2 separate regions of the Danio rerio genome follow, and region 2 is linked to region 1. The links are chromatin contacts, called in public Micro-C maps. All regions are on one chromosome and are shown on one strand. The core of a region is the stretch at or near the end of the contact, and the rest is flanking DNA. Distances in the headings are between cores, read along the strand shown.

Region 1 (3,920 bases), core at 992-3,491:
TTGTTCTCATTAAAGTTCTGCAAAACGATTTAAGCTACAACCATTTTATCAATCCATTTATTTGCATTTTGTTAATAGATAAGCACAACAGTGGCATTTTCCCGTTCATTATGTGTCGTGAGTGTATTATTTTCTGAGAAACACTGCCACCGCGCGGCATTCCTCATATAACCAAAGTCCCTTCAAGTTTATTCTAGTCTTTGAGATTACACGCTAACAAGCTGCGAGATGTAAAATGTGACAACCTAATAATTATCAGAGATTATCATCACAAACACTGATATTTACTACAAATAATGGAAATGATCGCTCTCTGACAGGTTTTTCTTTTAATCTCTTATGACACCACAAGCTCAGGAAATTTTAATGAAGCTGGTTGTTTTGGTGCCACTGAGGTGCTGTTGTAGCTTTTAAAGAGATTTTTTTTACAATACAAAATGTCTTTCATCATTTATTTACCCTCCACTTTTTAAATAATTTTTTACTACAATATCAAGAAAACAATAACTATACCCTACTGAAAAAAATGAGTTTAAACAAACAAATTAAATTTATTAATGTTTAACTTAATTTTTTGAGCTGAATTCAAACAAACAAATTGTTTACAACCACTTAAAAATGTAGTAAATTCAAGGAATCATCTTTGAATATTTTTTTTCCCAGTGTACTGAATAAAACAGCTTAAACCAGCCTAGGCTGGCTGGTTTTAGCTAGTCGACCAGTCTGATTTTAGAGCGGTTTTGGCCATTTCCAGCCTGGTTTTAGCTGGTCAGGCTGGAGTATGACCAGCTAAAACTCGACAACCAGCCTAGGCTAGATTCAGTGGCGCCCCCAGACAATTTTCTTAGGGGTGGCCAGAAGAGGCCACACCAAATCTTGGGGTGGCACACAGAAAAATAATGAATTCAGTGTATTATTTTTGTTTCTGGTAAATAAAATAATGTATTCATTCATTTTCATTAATTATTCTTGAAATATTGCAATTTATTCCTTGAAATAATTTAGCAAGTACATGTGCAAACCATATAAAATCAATATTTAGTTTAAAAACAATCATATATATGATTTATGTATATATATATATATATATATATATATATATATATATATATATATATATATATATATATATATATATATATATATAACTTATCAGTTATTTTTCACATACTTTTATTGTACAGCATACATTATATGCCATGTCTAAAATTAATGAAGATTAATAAAACAAGCAAATGAAGAAAGTGAACAAAAGGCACACACACACTTACTGTATACACACACACACACACACACACTCACGATACAGACCCCAATAATATGATTTATCTTTATTCCTTTTTGAGCCACAATATTATTATTATTATTACAGCTTCTTTTATTGATGTACCAAAAGGTAAATATTAAATTGCCATAGCTGTCTACTGAAGGCGTGTGCGTGCTGTCAACGACGATCGGGGAGGGGAAGGAGCCGTGAATCTGCTACATCAGTGGCACCAATCAATTTACAATGGTTTAGTAGCTGCTATTTATTTATTTACTTTATTTTTAATTATTTATTTATATTTATTTATTGAAATATGGTGAATTTACGTAAGTAGTAAGTACATTTAATTTAATAATATCAACAGCAAAATCATATTTGGATGGCCACAGGGGTGGCCAGAGTTCAAATAGCCACCCCTTGGGGGCGCCCCTGGCTGGTTTCAGCGTTTTTTCAGCAGGGTATATCTAAAACAAACAGAAAATTCAGGCTATTCTGTACAAAACATTACATGGTAGTTATGAATGAAATAAACAACAATATAATACAAGTATAGAAAAGAGAGAGATTAAAATAAATATTTATTTATTGTCATTATGTTCTATTTTAAAGCGAAAATAAAGCCAAGATGGAAAATTTGACAAACTCATCACAAACATCGTCTTAATATAAGGTTGTTAAATGTATGTAGATCAATACAACTTGAGTTAAACTACTTTATTTGGCACAAATTGTAACCTGTAGACTATTAAGCATTTTGATGCCGCAGCAGCACAGATATAGATATCGAGACATAATTAACTGATTAACTAAATTATCACTTATTATTTAGATTTGGGAAAAGTTTAACTACATAAATATGTATCTCCGCTAATTATTGTGGCACTGAATTTATAAAGTATTTAAAAATGTACGTGCTTGCGTGCGTGTGTGTGTGTGAGCGTTTTCACTTCAGTTGTTAGTGGAGTTTTGTGCGCATGCGCCGACCGTTACATGTGAGTGACTGTGAGCACTTTAGCCGCCGGTGCAGCATGGAAAGGAAAGGTGAGCATCAAAACAGCAAAACTCCTGTCCTCCACAGGCTTCCGAGCAACAGCACATATAGAAATATGAATGAACATCGCAGCAAGCCTCGATCATATCAGTAATGTGCTGGACATGTCCGCTTTAAGATATGCCATGTGTGGCGATAGAGACAAAAGCCCATGTGTGTGTTTAGCTGCTGCTAATGCAACAGCACTGCAGCTTTACATCAACATCTGCTTATATTGCACTCTACAGCTGGAACATGGACGTTTCATGTGTGTGTTATGAATGTTTTTAGCATGTTTGTGTTTGTAACCGCTGCTTGTTGTGAAAATATTCGTTTGTTTTCGCGCGAGCTTTTTGCTAGCTAAACTTATATTTTAGTTCGCCGTTAGAAATGGTGATGTTTGGTATTAAATATGATTAACTGAAGTATAATTATGCCTGTGATGATAAAAACGTTTTGTGTGTGTGTGGACTAACTGCTAGCAGCTAAAACCGCCCCAAACCTACAAATTATCGAATATTTTGCTCACCATGGTTACCATCATGTTTACTGTAGTAAAACTGTATTATTAATTATTCGGATATATGGAAATTAATGTTAACGTTTGTTGTGTATTATATGTTTTTGTTTATGACTCCTTGTAGTTAAATGGTTTGTTTTGCTAGCTTTTGTGACGTTTCTGGTTTTGAGATGACATGTAAACAACAGATCTCCATAAAACAGCTGTGGAGAAAATTTCTAAAATATTCTTTCATTTTTTTTCGGCTTAGTCCCTTTATTAATCAGGGGTCGCCATAGCGGAATGAACCGCCAACTTATCCAGCATATGTTTTACGCCGCGGATGCTCTCCCAGCTGCAACCCATTTCTGGGAAACATCCATACACACCCATTCACACTCATACACTACAGACAATTTCATTCATTCATTCGTTTTCTTGTCGGCTTAGTCCCTTATTAATCCAGGGTCGCCACAGCGGAACGAACCGCCAACTTATCCAGCAAGTTTTATGTACGCAACCCATCTCTGGGAAACATACATTCACACACACACACTACAGACAATTTAGCCTACCCAATTCACCTGTACCGCATGTCTTTGGACTGTGGGAGAAACCGGAGCACCCGGAGAAAACCCACGCGAACGCAGGGAGAACATGCAAACTCCACACAGAAACACCAACTGACCCAGCTGAGGCTCGAACCAGTGACCTTCTTGCTGTGAGGCGACAGCACTACCTACTGCGCCACCACGTCGCCTTCTAAAATATTATCGTTGATTATGGGAGAGCAGGGCACAAAGTAACACTTTGGTTTTCGCCAAATAATGAACAAAGTTAGACAAACCATTTGTTTTTTACTAACAACACACAAGTCTCCTACAAATGAGCACTGGAAGTATGATCACTGATTTCACACAATTTTAATTCAGTTTACTTTAAATAGTAGCTATATTTTCTCAGTAATTGGCTCATTTCTTTTTTTTAATTCTACAAAGCACAGCATGTTTATTCATTTATTTGTTTATTGGATAAACACATTTAAATCTTTTTTAATTATTATCCATTTATCCATTGTTATGCAATGCATTTATTTGCATTAATAACAATTTTTAATTTTTTTT
Region 2 (3,712 bases), core at 537-3,036, 480 kb after region 1:
ATTTATTTTATTTTGGTAACACTTTAGATTTGATGGAGAATGATGAATGGAGAAAAATACCGAAGCAGCTGAGAAACAAACATCAACTGTAAGTTAATGGCGCCCCCTGCTGGCCATTTGACTTTACAGCAGACTTTACAGTGTTCTTTTATTATGAGCTACGCTTTATTAACAAGAGCAACCATGTCAAGTTTCTTTCTAAAGCAAAAGTAGGCCTATTTTACATGCTTTTACAACAAGGATTAAACAAGAGAAGAAAGAAAAGAAAAAATAAATGTGTACCAGTCCGTTGAGGTAAAGAAGGAGCTGAGCTGAAAAGCAAAGCTCACGATTTACCGGTCAATCTACGTTCCTACTCTCACCTATGGTCAAGAGCTTTTTGGGCCGAAATGAGTTTCCTTCGAAGGGTGGCAGGGCGCACTCTTGTGGATAGGGTGAGGAGCTCTGACACCCGGGAGGAGCTCGAAGTAGAGTCGCTGTTCCTCCACATCGAGAAAAGTCAGCTGAGGTGGCTCGGGCATCTGTTTCGGATCCCTCCTGGATGCCTACCTAGAGAGGTGTTCCAAGCATGTCGGGGAAGACCCAGGACACGCTGGAGGGACTATGTCTCTCGGCTGGCCTTGGAACGCCTTGGGATACCCCCGGAGGAGCTGGATGAAGTGTCTGGGGAGGGGGAAGTCTGGGGTTCTCTCCAACGACTGCTGCCCCTGCGACCCGGCCCCAGAAAAGCGGCAGAAAATGAATGAATGAATGAATGAATAAATGAATGAATGAATGAATGAATGAAATCACTAAGGAAGAGTGGAGCAGTAAGTAGTGCTGTCTCCTCACAGCAAGAAGGTCGCTGTTTCAAACCTAGGCTGGATCAGTTGGCATTTCTGTGTGGAGTTTGCATGTGCTCCCATTGTTGATGTGGGTTTCCTCCGGGTGCTCCGGTTTCCCCTACAGTCCAAAGACATGCGGTACAAATTAATTGGGTATGCTAAATTGTCCGTAGTTTATGTTTGTGAGAGTGTGTCTTGTGTATCTTATGTTTTTACCTTATGCCATTTAGGTTTTCTCCCTGGCCTGCTGAAAAATCCAGCTCAAACCAGCCTAGCATGCTTGGATGGTTTTAGCTGGTCAACCAGCATGGTTTTAGAGGGGTTTTGGCCATTTCCAGCCTGGTTTTAGCTGGACAGGCTGGGAGATGACCAGCTAAAACCAGCTTGACCAGCCTAGCCAGGCTGGGAGCCCAGCCAAAACCAGCTATGTCCTGCTTAAACCAGAATGGTCAAGCTGGTTTTAGATGGTTTTAGCTGGTCACTTCCAGCCTGACCAGCTAAGATCAGGCTGGAAATGGCTGGAAACCAGCCTGGAAGTGGCCACAACCCCTCTAAAACCAGCCTGGTCGACCAGCTAAAACCAGCCAACCATCCTAGGCTGGTTTAAGCTGGAATTTTCAGCAGTGTGGGGTAACAAAGAGATATTACCTGAATATGAGCAACTTTTACATAGTGAGACAATACTTAGGGAAATAGCAGCAAAGACCATTACAAACTCTTTATGGGATACAGGAAAATTTTAATGTGATAAACATTCTTAAGTGGGAATTCAGTACCTGTACCACCAAAAAAAAATTCTAACCAATTTTTTGAGAACAAACTTTTACGTTTTTACAAAATATTACAGTTGTTCCAAATCTAGCATTGATGAGGGGAGAAGTTGTGTTTGTATATTAATTTCCAAGCTGACGGACATAATATAGCCGTGGCTCCTTTAAGTGCGCAAGATCTAAGTTAGCGTCACTTCCGGCTTGATGAGCGCGCCTTCCACCATCCGAGCTACATGTTTTGTCGCGGTGAATCATAAGGACGGAGTTTTAGGTTAATTATGAGAGTTATTAAACCATTATCTGGCAGCCAGTAGATAAGGCATAGTGTTTAATGTGACGGGTTTTGGAGATTTGTGATCGTTGATATGGTCTGGTATGTATGATTTGCTTTTTATATTTTAGCATAACGTAGTAATATGATATCTTGTGGCATACATTATACATTCATTTATATATCTTATTATTACACACTTTAAATATTGCACACACACAAGTTCATATTTACATTTGGCAAGTTTTAGATATTGACTGTGTGAAGTTTAAACAGCCGTCTTGTGTAGAATATTGTATATAACGTCATGAGTATATTCGTGTTTATATATGTTACGTGTAACGTTAATTTGTGTTTTTCATATATTTAATATCATAGTATTGCAATATGTTTACAAGGATACACAAATGTGTATAATTACGTAGGCATTTACCATGTAAACTCTCAAGAAAAGGTATTTTGCTGCTTGTTCAAACTAATTTAAAATGAGTTGAATCAACAACTTTTTTCAGTTATTTTTTGTGGGTAACTGAATTGTTTTATGTTCAATCCACTTAAATTTGTAAACACAATTGAGTTAACCTAATTGATTTGAGTTGGGTGAACGTAAAGGTTTATGATTCGATTTCAAGTGTCAGAAGTTAGTTGTAAAGGCCAAGATATTATCATATTTAAAATAATCTCTCTCATTTGTGATATTTCCTCTTTAACTCTTGTGATTTGCATATTTTTGTGTGCATCATTAGAGCCAAATATTGAAAGTTTAAAGCAAGTGTTGTGTTATTTATTTTCGAAGGGATGTTTGTATTGCCTGACAATATGCAATATGACCAAAAGTGATCAAGATAAAAATAAGATGTATATAAATATAAAACAATAATAGTTAATATTGATAATTATTTCAAGGTATCTAAATTTTTTCATTTCTTTAATTTAATTTAATTTAATTTAATTTATAAAATTTTCTTTAGGTTAAGTAGCCAGGGGGGGTTTGGGTGGTTTGAAAGACCCACCCCTCACAGACAAAGGTCAAGAATTTGTCCCATATATGAGCTCATTTGTCCTATTTTGACTGCCAGCCCATCATAAATAGTGAAAATAATACATCGAAAACCCATCAAATAATTTTCTTTTCAGCTTAGTCCCTTTATTAATCTGGGGTCGCCACAGTGGAATGAACCGCCAACTTAGCATATGTTTCTTGCAGCGGATGTCCTTCCAGCTGCAATCCATCACTGGGAAACACCCATACACACTCATTATATGGACAATTTTAGCTTACCAGATTTCCCAATTGACACCAATGAATTTTCAAACTTACTGTTTTTTTTTTTTTTGTTTGTTTTTGTTTTTTCAAGAGAGGCTAGAAAAATTGTTTAGCTCTACATTATTGTTATTATTATTATTATTTATTAATATTATTCAAATGGGCAAATTCTGACTGGGGAAAGATGAATGTGCTGACCAGTGTGTTATTTATAATTTGCCTAATAAATAACAACAGGCTTGTTTTTAATTTAAAACAATTATTTTTCAAATGATATATATTGTAATAAATTTGTATTTTAAAAATGTGTAGTTTTTCATTTTTTTTTGTTCTAAATCTTAAATATATATATATATATATATATATATATATATATATATATATATATATATATATATATATATATATATATATATAAATATTATATTTTTGGTACTTCAAAAAGTGTGGTTAGGGTGTCTCTCCGACAAGCTCATTCAGCTAAAAATTGTGTTTAACTGTAAAAAGGTCCACTTTTTGAGAAAAAAAAAAAGAACCACCCCTTTCATCAAGCTGGCCGAATAAAACCTGGGTTTTATTT

What was found. Hi-C and Micro-C count contacts between places; a contact is called where the count stands out from the background.
Region 2: a contact with region 1 is called in a Micro-C map of caudal fin, with 7 times the contacts expected there. The contact joins the promoter of timeless here to the promoter of srpk1b in region 1. A contact is called at or near these places in 2 of 18 Hi-C or Micro-C datasets (caudal fin and hematopoietic stem cells).

What each region holds. Positions count from the first base shown.
Region 1 is chr11:2,806,413-2,810,332 of GRCz12tu, forward strand. It overlaps srpk1b (SRSF protein kinase 1b), which reads left to right and starts at 2,242. Exons shown (of 16, transcript NM_001080669.2): 1 at 2,242-2,308. The coding sequence starts at 2,296. The region is part of intron 2 of LOC141376509 (a long non-coding RNA gene); the gene reads right to left.
Region 2 is chr11:3,290,927-3,294,638 of GRCz12tu, forward strand. It overlaps timeless (timeless circadian clock), which reads left to right and starts at 1,787. Exons shown (of 31, transcript NM_001278600.1): 1 at 1,787-1,967.